Regions from separate parts of the Neogale vison genome. Here region 2 is linked to region 1. A link is a contact called in public Hi-C data. All regions are on one chromosome and are shown on one strand. The core of a region is the stretch at or near the end of the contact, and the rest is flanking DNA. Distances in the headings are between cores, read along the strand shown.

Region 1 (6,501 bases), core at 3,276-5,775:
AAGCTGAAAAAGAACTTAATTAGTCATCTAGTGACTTTTCTACACTTTGCAGCTAAGAAAATTGAAGTTTAAAGAAGTAAAATGATTTTTTTCTTCTAAGTCATTTAACTAATTACCAGTATTACAAACTATAGATTCAGGTCTCTAGTTTGTGTCCTTAGCTCTTCACATTATACCACAATGACTTTTTTTTTTTTTTTTTTTTTTTAGACTTTATGTGAGAGAGAGAAAGAAAGCATGAGTGGGGAGGAAGGGTAGAGGCAGAGGGAGAAAAGCAGTCTTGCCACTCAGAAAGGACATGATCCCAGAACCCTGGGATCATGACCGGAGCCAAAGGCAGATGCCTGACAAGTGAGCCACCCAGGCACCCCACATTATATCACAATGACTTATTTTCTGTGTTGTCTGTGTGTGTTCCTTGGCTGGGGAGCTACCAAAAGGCATGCACCAAATCTATGTTTACACAGATACTTAATCATAGCTTCTAGATACGTATGTAGGTCCTATACAAATTTATCATAAAATTCAAAGGAATCTAGGTTCTTCTCCAGCAAAAATTTGGCTGTCTTGCCGCCAACTTTCCCACTGGTCCCTCCCTCAGAAGCCTGGATACTAACGATACTTTCCCTCCCTCCATCTAGAGTTTTCTTCCTCCAGGAATACGTAGGTTTATTGATGGCTCACAGTCCTGCTCTTCTGGGGAATTGATTTAGCAAGAGAAGTAGGAAATCCATCAGTCAGTGCCCATCAGCCCCAGGTGCTTGAAATTAACAATCGCAAATAGAGCTCAAGACTTAAGAGTCCTTGTTGAGGTCCCTGACTGGCTGAGTCAGAAGAACATTCGACTCTTGATCCTAGGTTCATGAGTTTGAGGCCCACATTAGATGTAGAGATTAGTTAAAAAAATTTTTTTAAAATTTAAAAAAAAACACCACTTTAAAAAAATAGTTCTTATTGGCAGTGCCTTCACACTCCAACTTGTACACAAGTACCTGTTTAACAGAAAGAAAGAATATCCTAGAAAGTTAACCCTGGAGAGAACCTTAAAAATCACCTACTTTTCTCCCTGATTTTTCCAAGTGAGGAAATTGGAGTTTTGAGATATGAAGTAACTTGCAAAGTTAATTCAGGTCATTAGTAGCAAGGCTGGGACTAGACTCCCAGTTTCCTGCTTCCAGGACAGCTGTTCTTTCTATGTCATGTCCTGGTGACATGTGCATCTAGCAAAACACATCATAAAGTAGCCTCATCTTAAGCCATCAGGAGTGAAAAATAAATTATTCAAACCCTTCCGCCTCTCTGACAATTTTTTTCCTTTGCATTTCTCTTGTGTCCTACTCTCTCTTTTTATCCTTCTTATGTTTCTGAGAATCCATCTCTCTGTTTGGGGTTTCAAAGTGAATTGTAGCACGCCTGCATGATTCTTTTGATTTTTCTTTTCTAAGCTATTGTTTCCCGTCCAGAGACAAACATGCATAAGCCAATCGAGACTCTTCTTGATCTTTATGGAAAAGAACACTCAGAATTTCTATATGAGAGGTGCTGGACCTCCCTCCTAGCCTATCCAGTCAATTAAAATGAGTCTCTGCCCCCCCTGAGGGCTGTTAACCAATCCTAAGAAAGGAAAGATCAATCTCATTTCTCCGTCACCACTGTGCCGGGAGGCTGCTAACCAGTGAGAATGTGCCACTAACAGTCATTAGAAAAACTGGCCAATCAGGCCAGCCTTGTTACATGGTCTGGTAGGAAAAGAAAGAGATTGATTGGAAAGGACAGTCTGGCTCCACACCCTTTCCTTCCTGGATCCTAGTTTTCCCTCGCTGATGTGGAAGGGGCCTTTCCCAAACCAAGTCAAAAAGATCCCTAAGGCCCTTCCCTAACTCTCTTTTGCTGTCTTCCAATTCACCCCTCTCTCACATACCTTAGCCAGTTTCTGCAATCTCACTGTTCCCCTACTGATTTAATTTCTGACTTCAGGCCTGGCCACAATAGCCAGCCTCCCGGACTCCAGTCCTCCCCCACAGATCTCTCTATCCACCGACCTGTCAAAGAACCTGTTTTGTATGATTTATGAGGGTGAAAAAGTTCAGTATGTCATAGTTGAGTCTCAGGAGATACCACTGCAGGGATCTTCCAATCAAGTCTCCAGGAAGCAGTGCAGAATCCGAATTGCAATGCTTTCAGCTGTAATGATAATCGCAACAATAACAATAACTGGTATTATTATTACTATCATTTATTGAACTCTGACTGAGTTCCAAGTACTTTGCTAAAAGCTTCACATATATTATCCCAATATTCGCTGTGGGGTAAGCACTATTATTACTCCAAATGTGCATAGCAAGAAATCGATTTAGAGGGGTTAAACAGCTTCCCCAAGGTCACAGCGATCTAGGAACCCAGGCTGGTGTGAATCCAGAGCCCAGCACCGAATGGGGGAGGGGGGTAAGGGAGAATTAAACGCCACAGGCTTTAACAACTTCAGCTTCCTCAGGGGCCCCTTCTCCAAATCTCCTTTGGGATAGTTCGTGATATCCAAGAGGGGGTCTAAACTGTCGCAACAAACAGCTACAGCGGTTTGGCGGTGGCGCCTAAGAACTGCGGACTTTTTTTTGCCTGGGAGGCCGCGAAGCCGAGAGCTGAAAAGAATTCGGAGGGGGGGTGTGCGGGAGAGCGGGGGTGTGCGGGGCCCTTAGGGGATATCCTTGCCCGCCCGGCTTCCCCTTCCCCCTCACAGCACCTTATACCTGCCTGGCACCGCTTGGTACTTGGTAAATACCTGTTGATTGCCTCCCAACGATCCCAGCTCCTTTCTTCACCTATTCCACCCCCCTCCCCACCTCGAGTCAACAACTGGAACTGAAGGGATATTTGGGAATTTCCGGGAAACCAGCGAGAATCCTCACCGAGCTGGAATCGTGGATTTAGGAAAGGCGGGAGGTCCCCCACCCTTCTCTCCTCACCCGCGTCTCCGATTTCTCCCCACTCCTTCCCCTCCCTTTCAGGAGCTCAGGGCCATAAAAATGCAGATGGAGGATCGGTGTGAAATAACGGGCCCATATAAATCCCTCTGCCGCCCGCCTGCAAGATGGATTGGCCGCATTGAAATTCCTCCGCGAGGATAATTAAACTCGGGGCCTCATCCGGGCAAAATTACATTCCTGTAATGGCGTCGCTCGGGGTCCCGGGAAATTGCTCCGTGGGCTTTCAGCGGCGGTTTTTATCGCCGGCCGGGGTGTGCCTGGCTGCGGCTCGCCTCTCCTCCGGGACCGTAAAGCTGCTGCCGTGATTTATCCTCCCCTTCTCCCAAATCCGATTAAATGGAGGAGCTCGGGGCCGGGGCGCCGCGGGGCCCAGGAGCCGGGAGGGGGCGGCGGGAAGGACGGGGCCAAGGAGGGGAGGACAAACGGCCCCTCAGAGGGTGGCGGATTTGGCTTTATTTACAGCCGCGGCTTTCTTTTTATTTTTTATTTTTTATGGGGGTTTGGTGAGCTTTCCCCGTCCTTCTCGAGCCGCGTTCAAGCACGATGCCTGGATGGCTGGGGTTTGGACATGAGGGGAAGTGGATAGGCCTTGTCGCCTTCCTTCCAACGGAGCGGCTCGTCGCCTGTCTTGGGAGACAAAGAGGCCTAGAGGTTGGGATGAGGGCCAGGATTCCCCCACCCCCACTGCTTTCCATCCGGGAAAGGAAGAGCCAAAGGGCACGAAGGAGAAGCCGAAGGGCTTCCATGAGAGCACCTTGTGGGAGGACGGCTTATCTCAACTCCCACAGATGGAGTCTGGGCAGAGGCAGGGGCATGCCTGCGGTGACCTCACAACCTCACTACAGGTCCCTGGTGCCCACTATTCCTTGACTGTCTCAGGACTCCGGAGAGAAGGCTTAGTGTCAGGGCGCTTGAGTCACAATCATCATTAGCCCCTATCTTCTGGTTCGGTGATGCTGGTTTCCTCATTCTGGCTGATCACTAGAATAAGAAAGAGAGGGAAATAAAGGTGAGGCCACCACAAGCAGCTGGGGCATTTTGCTCACTATTCGCCCACTGAACGGGTTTCCAGTCCATAAGGTCAGGGTCCCTGGGCGACAGAAGGCAGGAGTGCCATGACTTTTAATTTTCCTTCTGCTACATTTTGTGCACAGGACCCCCCCCATCTCGATGTATGTTATTTAACACTGAATTTCTGGTGTGTGGGGGGGGTTGGGAGGTTGGGGTTGGCAATGTGACTGCACATGCTGGGAAAGGGTACACGATCCCAAACGCTGAGCGGACCAAACCGCAGGCCACGTTACGGATCGGTTTACACCGGAGAGTCGTCCTCATTTCTGCACAGGGTCGGCTCTGCCTGCAGTTTCTCCTCTCAAACACCAGGTGGAGCAACTGGCCGAATGCCGCCACAAAGCTGGCAGGCGGCGCTGTGGCGCCTGGGCCGACCCTCAACGTTGCAATCACTCTATCCTTAGTAGAGCGTCTCGTTGGTCCGGGCCGCGCATGCGCTGAGCCTCCCTTTTGCTCTTCCCGCCCCCCCCGACCCTCCCCCCGCCCTCTCTGTCTCCTCGGCCCTGGGAGCAGGTAAGGCTTTGGGCCCTCGCGCCCGCGATGCGCCGCGCACGCGCGCGGAACACCCTACCTCGCACGAGTCCTTTGAGGCCCTTACCTTGCATGCGCCCACCCTGGTCCTCACGCCCTCCCATGTTCCTGGTATTCCCGCGCCTTAGGGCTGCCCCTTCCGCGTGCCGGTGACCTCCAACCGCGCGGGCCTGGCGCCATCTTGGATGTCTCGTGGGAGGGGGGAGGGAGGGAAGAGCGCTCTGTAGCTGGCGAAAGTCAAATCCCAGAACGCTCTTTTCACCTGTTCCACGCGGTTCTTGCAGAGGTTCTTTTCTCCCTCTTGTCTATTCAGAGTTGTCACAAACCCCATACTCTCCCTTCCTGTTTCAGTTTTTTCTTCTTATCCTGACTCGTTGTCTCCTTATCGGGCAACCTCCAGACTTGGCCTCAGGACCTCAGCTGCCTCAAGCAATGGAGATAGCTGATAGTCTTTTAAAAGTAATCGTGGACACGGTAGAACAAAGAGCCAAAACACCCTCTCCATTCAAACCGTGGCCTAGGAGAGCTGTGGCAGAGAAGAGAAACCAGTTTCTTTGGAACCATTGGTTGTCTTGCAATACCGTTCTCTTCCTCCATCCAAGAGAAGTTGGAAAAAACGGAAGTGGTGGGCTAATAGCAAGGTTTTTCTATTAAAGGCAGCAGGCCTGAAAGAGTAGTGGGGGGCCCATCGGTGGTCTTCTCCTGCCAGCTTTTCTGTCAAGGGTATACTGAGTCCCCACACTCTCCTCTTGTGAGGGAAAAGAAGGTTTAAGGAAAGGAGTGGTTAAGTCAACAGCCCTCTCTAACTCTGACTGATCACGGAAGAATAAAACTGTGATGATTTAGGCCCACTGATTCTGGATGATGCTGTCGTCTGGAGTGTTGTAGGCTAGCAACTGCAGATTTGCCGCGGTTAGGTGACCAGTGGAGACATCAGCACTTCATGCAGTCTCCCGTAATTGCCACTCTTTTTTGTGGATTTGTTACATGTCAGCACCACATTAAACTACATGTTACTTAATTTACGCCCCACAACTATGTTCTGTATGATGATGTTGAGGTGTAATTGCCTTGGGGGGAAAACCGTATTTATTTACTTATTTATTTATTACATGTTAAGCAAACTCTACACCCAAGGTGGGGCTCGAATTCAAAATGCAGGAGTTGCATGCCATACTGACAGTCAGCCAGGTGCCTAGTGCTCTTTTTTTTTTAATTTTTTATTTTTTATTAACATATAATGTATTATTAGTCCCAGGGGTACAGGTCTGTGAATCGCCACGTTTACACACTTCACAGCACTCACCATAGCACATACCCTCCCCAGTGTCCATAACCCACCCACCCTCTCCCTGTCCCCCTTCCCCCAGCAACCCTGTTTGTTTTGTGAGATTAAGAGTCTCTTACGGTTTTTCTCCCTCCTGATCCCATCTTGTTTCATTTTTTCCTTCCCTATTCCCCAACCCCACCACCTTACCTCTCAAATTCTTCATATCAGGAAGATCATATAATTGTCTTTCTCTGATTGACTTACTTCGCTCAGCATAATACCCTCTAATTCCATTCACGTGGTTGTAAAAGGCAAGATTTCATTTCTTTTGATGGCTGCATAGTATTCCATTTTATATATACACATTTTCTTTATCCATTCATCTGTTGATGGACATTTAGATTCTCTACAGAGTTTGGCTCTCGCTCTCTCTCTTTTTTTTTCTTTTAAAGATTTTATTTATTAGAGCATGGGTGGGGAGTGAGAGGAAGAGGAAAAGAATCTTAAGCAGACTCATCCCTGAGCTCAGAGCCCCTTGTGGGGCTCAGTCCCATGACCCTGAGAGAGTGACTTGAACCCAGACCAAGAGTGGAGCACTCAACTGACTGATTCACCCCACCCCCCGTCCTCCTTTTTTTTAAGCTT
Region 2 (5,697 bases), core at 2,477-4,976, 110 kb after region 1:
ATAAGGTCAAAATTTTTATCACTTAATGATTTTAGATATTTGAATTGAGAAATTGCTTTCAGAGGGATAGTTTACTAAGCACACATTTCAAGACTGATCTAGAATTGTTAAAGGTTAAAGGTTAATTTTTTTTAATTTTTAAAATAATTTTAAGGATTTTATAATTTATTTATTTATTTATTACCAAGGGATTTTATTATTTTTTCTTCGTGTAATCTCTACACCCAACATGGAACCTGAACCTATAACCCAGAGATCAACAATCACACACTCCACCAGCTGAGCCAGTCAAGCTCCCCCTTAAGGGTTAAATTTTAATAAATGAGAAAGAATGTAAGGAACAATAAAAATAATAGTCAGATCAACATTCACTTTAATAAAAAGCTTTAGTATACTTTTATTCTTCCCTTCCTACTCTAGCCATATAAAAATTGTATTAGAAATTATAAGGAGAGGGGCATATGGGTGGTTCCAAGGATTTGAGCTTCTTCTGATTTTGACTCAGGTCATGATCTAGTAGTCATGGGATCGAGCCCTGAGTTGAGCTCTGTGCACGGAATCGGCTTGAGATTCTCTCTCCAACTTCCCCTCCCTCTGCTTGCTCACTTTCTCTCTCTCTTTCTTTCAAAATAAATAAAATCTTTAAAAAAAAAAAAGAGAGAGAGAGAGAAAGAAGTTATAGGGAGAGATGACTGAAGCCAAGACCAGGCCAGTGCTCTGCTTCTTAAAATTTTGCCCATTTGCCTCCTCCTCAGAAGCTCACTACCTAATTTAGTCAGGGATTCTTAACTTTTATGGTGTCACAACCGCCCCTTCTTGGTAGTTTGATGAAGCCTGTGAACCCCTTTTCAGAATATTGTTTTTATTTTTATTTATTTTTCAGAATATTATTTTTTTAAATTAATAAAGTAAAATACATAGAATTACAAAAGAAACCAATTATTTTGAAATACAATTACCAAAAATATTTTTAATATTTGATAATGTAGGGGGCCTACGCGGCTCAGTCCCTTAAGTACCTGACTTCGGCTCAGGTCATGATTTTGGGATCCTGAGATTGAGTCCCGTGTTGGGCTCCCTACTCGGTGTGGAGTCTGCTTGTCCCTCTCCCTCTGCCCCTCCCCTTGCTCATGTGTGCACGTACTTGTGCATGCACACTCTCTGTCCAATAAATAAAACCTTTTTAAAAAATTTGATAATGGGCGCCTGGGTGGCTCAGTGGGTTAAGCCGCTGCCTTCGGCTCAGGTCATGATCTCAGGGTCCTAGGATCGAGTCCCGCATCGGGCTCTCTGCTCAGCAGGGAGCCTGCTTCCTCCTCTCTCTCTCTGCCTGCCTCTCTGCCTACTTGAAATCTCTCTCTGTCAAATAAATAAATAAAATATTAAAAAAAAATTTGATAATGTCGGGTGGCTCAGTGGCTTAAAGCCTCTGCCTTCGGCTCGGGTCATGATCTCAGGGTCTTGGGATCGAGCCCCGCATCAGGCTCTGCTCAGCAGGGAGCCTGCTTCCCCCTCTCTCTGCCTGCCTCTCTGCCTAGTTGTGATCTCTGTCTGTCAAATAGATAAATAGATAAATAAAATCTTTTAAAAAATTGATAATGTCATATGTGTGGTATTTAATTGATGCATTAGATAACAAGAGTTCTAGTGGTAGGTCTTGTGATTCCCATAGTTTCAAAGTAGCAGTGAGTATAAAGGACATTTTGATATATGTGATAAGAAGATATGTGTGATGTCTATTCGAGTTAGGAATGTTAAATTTCAGAGTTCGGTGAAAATAAAGATGTAATTTTTTTCCTATCCATGATCACGGTTATCAAGCCCTCTGAGATGCCAGTGGATGGGAAATCCCTTTGGCCACCTTCAGTTCTTTTCAGATCCCAGCTTTTGACTGGGAAAAATTAAATAACTCAAGGAGAGAACAGGGCTGCATGGAAGGGAGTGTGGGCTGGGTGTGCAGCGGAGAGGAACCAGAGCTAGAGGCTAGATAAGACAATCGGGACTGTGTAGCAAAATTGTAACAGAAGGGGGGTTGCTTTTTTTTAAAAAAATCGTTTTTAAGGTTTATTTATTTGAGAGAGAGAGCACGAGCAGAGAGGGAGGGAGAAACTCAAAGCAGACTCCACTACTCATCATGGAGTCTGGCATGAGGCTCTATCTCATGACCCAGAAAAGAGAGCTCGGCCTGAGCCGGCCGAAACCAAGAGTCTGCCACTTAACTGACTGTGCCGCCCCGGCGCCCCTATGTGAACTAAAATATTAAGTGATCCTAACCAGAGTAAAACCTGATGAAGGTTTCAAGTCTTTTCTCTCAGCTCAGTTTTACACAGACTTTATTTTTGATAATAGAAAAGGACTTTTACTTAAAGGTCATTCTTCTAGATTCCAGAACATTGTGCAAAATTTTTCAAGCTACCTATATGAAACTTCCTTGAAGTACTTATAAACATCTTTTTGGAAAAGATTGTTAGAACATTACCAGTGTTTTGAAATTCTGTACCTCTGCCTGATCCACTGCTCTTCTCCTAAAATGTTGGTTTTTCTTTGTTGTAGACTAGATTCTGCTCATTTCCTTTTACCAAATACCAGGCAAGCTCAGAACCTCAAGAGTGACTTATTTAACCGACAGATATCATACCCCTGGTTAAAAGACTGTTCTCTTCCTTTTTTCACCCTTAGCCCCAGCCATTTTTCCTTAGGCAGAAATCTGTGAAGGAAACCGTTGATGCCTGTGGTTAACCAACAATAGAGAAAACTAAAGTTCTTGGATAAATTCCCCCATACTTCATCAGTTTTATCCTGGATCCATCAGAAATCACTCCAAGGCAGTGTTTTTGACAGTTTTACTTTTTGGTTCTTCATCCTCTTAATTGAAAATTCACTTTTCCCTACAGGCCTGGAGTCCTAGCCTGGGAGGATTTTACACCTTAAGCTAGCTTTAGTGCTGATAGGGCTCTGAGCAAATTTGGGGACAGTATCTACTTCCAGGTAAGATAAAGGAACTTAAACTGAAGTTCAGTGTCACTTTCTTGACTGGATAGGAGCCGAGATGGGTGGGGCTAGCTCCTGTGTATTTGGTTTGCAGTCAAGAAGCACTGTGGAAAAAAAGAGCTAAAGGTATAGCATTTGCTGGGAAATGGGTATGTATCTCATGAGGAAAGTAAAAGGAGGGGACTAACCAGTCATCATTTTTAGAAACAAAAAGACAAACAAACATGTTTCAGAGGCTCGCTGGTGAGGGAGCTCAGGGAAGCTGCAGCATCCAAGCTGTTCCTGTGTTGCAGGCATGTTTTAACGAAGGAACCAGGCCAGCCAGCCTCAAAGGGAATTCTGAGGGTATCATTCTTTTGAATTACTGCTGTTCATCTGTTCTCTTCACCTCCCCCGCTTTAAAGAAGGGGTGGGAACATGAATTACTATCCAGTAACCCTGTCTTATATGTCGTAACTGAGGCTGACCTAGCCTCACCTTTTCATTTTCCTTTCACCCAAACCCCTAAATAAATAAAGCCTCTACACCATCTCCTTTTCCCTTCCCTCATCCTGCCTACAGGGTCCTCCCTACCCTAAAAAAAATTTTTTTGCTTGCATTTTTATTCTGTCATTCTATAGCCAGCAGCATTGCACTGGCCCCTTTATGGCTGCCGGAGCCCAGGCGGGCTGCCCGATGAAGGGAGACAGCATTTGGCCGATGGGGCTGGTGTGTGCCATTACTGCTGGCCATTGGGCCTCTGTCCTCTACGGCTCCATCCTGGCTCATTAAAACCCTGAGCCAAATAGCTGGGCAGGCGCCTGCTGCAGCACTGTGGGGGCCAGGAAGTTAAATGGTTCTCCTAATCCTGCATAATTTATCTCCCTGTTAGCCCCCTCATAAATAGTCCAGTTCAGCCCCACTGTGGAGAGCTTCATTCTGAATTTCCTATTTTTGTGATGACCAATGAGTGTCCAGCTTTTCCCTTCTTCCCTCTTTATTATTATTATTAAAAATTATTTCCCCCTTGTTCGCCACGAGCCTTGCCTAAATGTTTTTTTCATTTGGAGCCTCCTGCCTGGACCCAGTTCACCAGCAATCTGTCCACTTCTCTCATTTGGACCTGATACTGCAGAGCAGTTGGTGCTGCGGCCCTCCTCTTCTCCTCTCCGCATAGCTTTCTAGTGCCTCTTTTCCCCCTTCCCCATTTTCTCCTTTAATCCCTCTCCTCTCCTTTTCCGTCACTTCCAATTTTTTCTCCTTCCCATTCCCCTTTCAGCCCCTCTGTCCAGGGACCATCCTTATTGCAGGATGTTTGGTAGGACATTTTAAAAGGGCACTGAATCGCTTTTCTTTTCTTTTTTTTTTTTTTCACATCTCTGTTTCTGTTTCGTTTCAGAGATTTACAAACGAGGACCACCTGGCAGTTCATAAACACAAGCATGAGATGACATTGAAATTTGGCCCAGCCCGAACTGACTCAGTCATCATTGCAGGTACTTGCTGCCCCCGAAGCCACGTGCCTTGATATCACCAGACAGTTAAGATTAATACCAGGGACCAGATGTACTGGGAGCTCTACTCCCCTTTTTCCATTAAGAGCCCTTATGTGATCTGCATTTAATCAGGAAAAAGGAACACTAAATGCTCCCAAGTTTCTATTGTGCCCTCCATTCTGTTTTAAATACAAGATTGGGTTCTGCGGTTTTTGAGGGTAGGTGTGTTGAGGTTTTGTCTTGGCTTTTTTCAGCCTATTCCCTCCTTGCCTTCTTTTTATTAAGACTTTGGAAGATTTACAGACAAAAGATGCCTTTGACATTTCTCCCTACCCACAGTGAAGGGGTGAACAAAAGAAAGCAAGAAAGCCGACTTAGCCTGGCTGCTTCTCTTCCACTGGGTGTCAGTTTCCCCCAAGTAGGCAGATCGTCAGTTCGTAAATTCAGCTTAGCTTGTGAACCCAGACAGCCCTGAGGGCACATTTCCAAAGCTCAAACAAGACATTTAGTCAATGGGACTTTTCTAAGCCAATCTGGGTGACCTGGAATCTCTTGCTGGTTGTTTTAGATAGTGTCTTGCTTACGTATGCCATGCTCTAGGGAGCATTCTCAGAAACTGCTCGCAAATCGTGCAGCAGTTCTACTGTGACATTTTCAGCTAGACAGACATACAAAACAAAGTGGGCCTTTTCTTTCAATACTGTGAGAGGTTCTAATTTAGCCTGAGTTAAGCAGGCTTACTGCAATATTAGCCAGTAGGGGATTTAGTTGATAGTTATTACATAACTCAGATAAGACACGATTTTTCTAAATATTGCTAACCAAATGCAACCCAAGATATAGTGAAGGAAAGAGAGAACCTCATTCTCCTTGTTTTTATATGTGAAGAAAGGAACTTGCCCTTACACATCTCCTAATCCTTATTAATTCAGCAAATACTTATGAATAGCTACTGTATGCACCAGCCACTTTGCTAGGAATTTGTAGATTATAATTCCTGGAAAAGGACATGATGAGTTGGGGACATTGTCATTGATGATCCTTAAGAAAACCTGGAGGAAATCTTAGGGAAGAGTGGATATAGTATAAAAATATATGTAGGTGGGCACCTGGGTGGCTCAGTTGGTTAAGCAACTGCCTTCAGCTCAGTTCACGATCCTGGAGGCCCGGGATCGAGTCCCTCATCGGGCTCCCAGCTCCATGGGGAGTCTGCTTCTCCCTCTGACCTTCT

Evidence for each region. A called contact is a pair of places that touch in the nucleus more often than the background predicts.
Region 2: a Hi-C map of tongue shows a contact between it and region 1, with 3 times the contacts expected there. The contact joins the enhancer-like site here to the promoter of ATP5MC2 in region 1. A contact is called at or near these places in 3 of 3 Hi-C or Micro-C datasets (fibroblasts, muscle and tongue).

What each region holds. Positions count from the first base shown.
Region 1 is chr12:99,995,995-100,002,495 of ASM_NN_V1, forward strand. It overlaps ATP5MC2 (ATP synthase F(0) complex subunit C2, mitochondrial), which reads left to right and starts at 4,526. Exons shown (of 5, transcript XM_044227479.1): 1 at 4,526-4,568.
Region 2 is chr12:100,111,630-100,117,326 of ASM_NN_V1, forward strand. It overlaps LOC122891894 (cyclic AMP-dependent transcription factor ATF-7), which reads left to right. Exons shown (of 12, transcript XM_044227923.1): 3 at 4,370-4,466. Among named protein-coding and RNA genes, the nearest start is that of TARBP2, 40 kb to the right of the region's middle. Within about 2 kb of position 3,727, the one cell type or tissue checked has open chromatin away from gene starts, as enhancers often do. A contact at or near this core is called in fibroblasts, where this site is marked.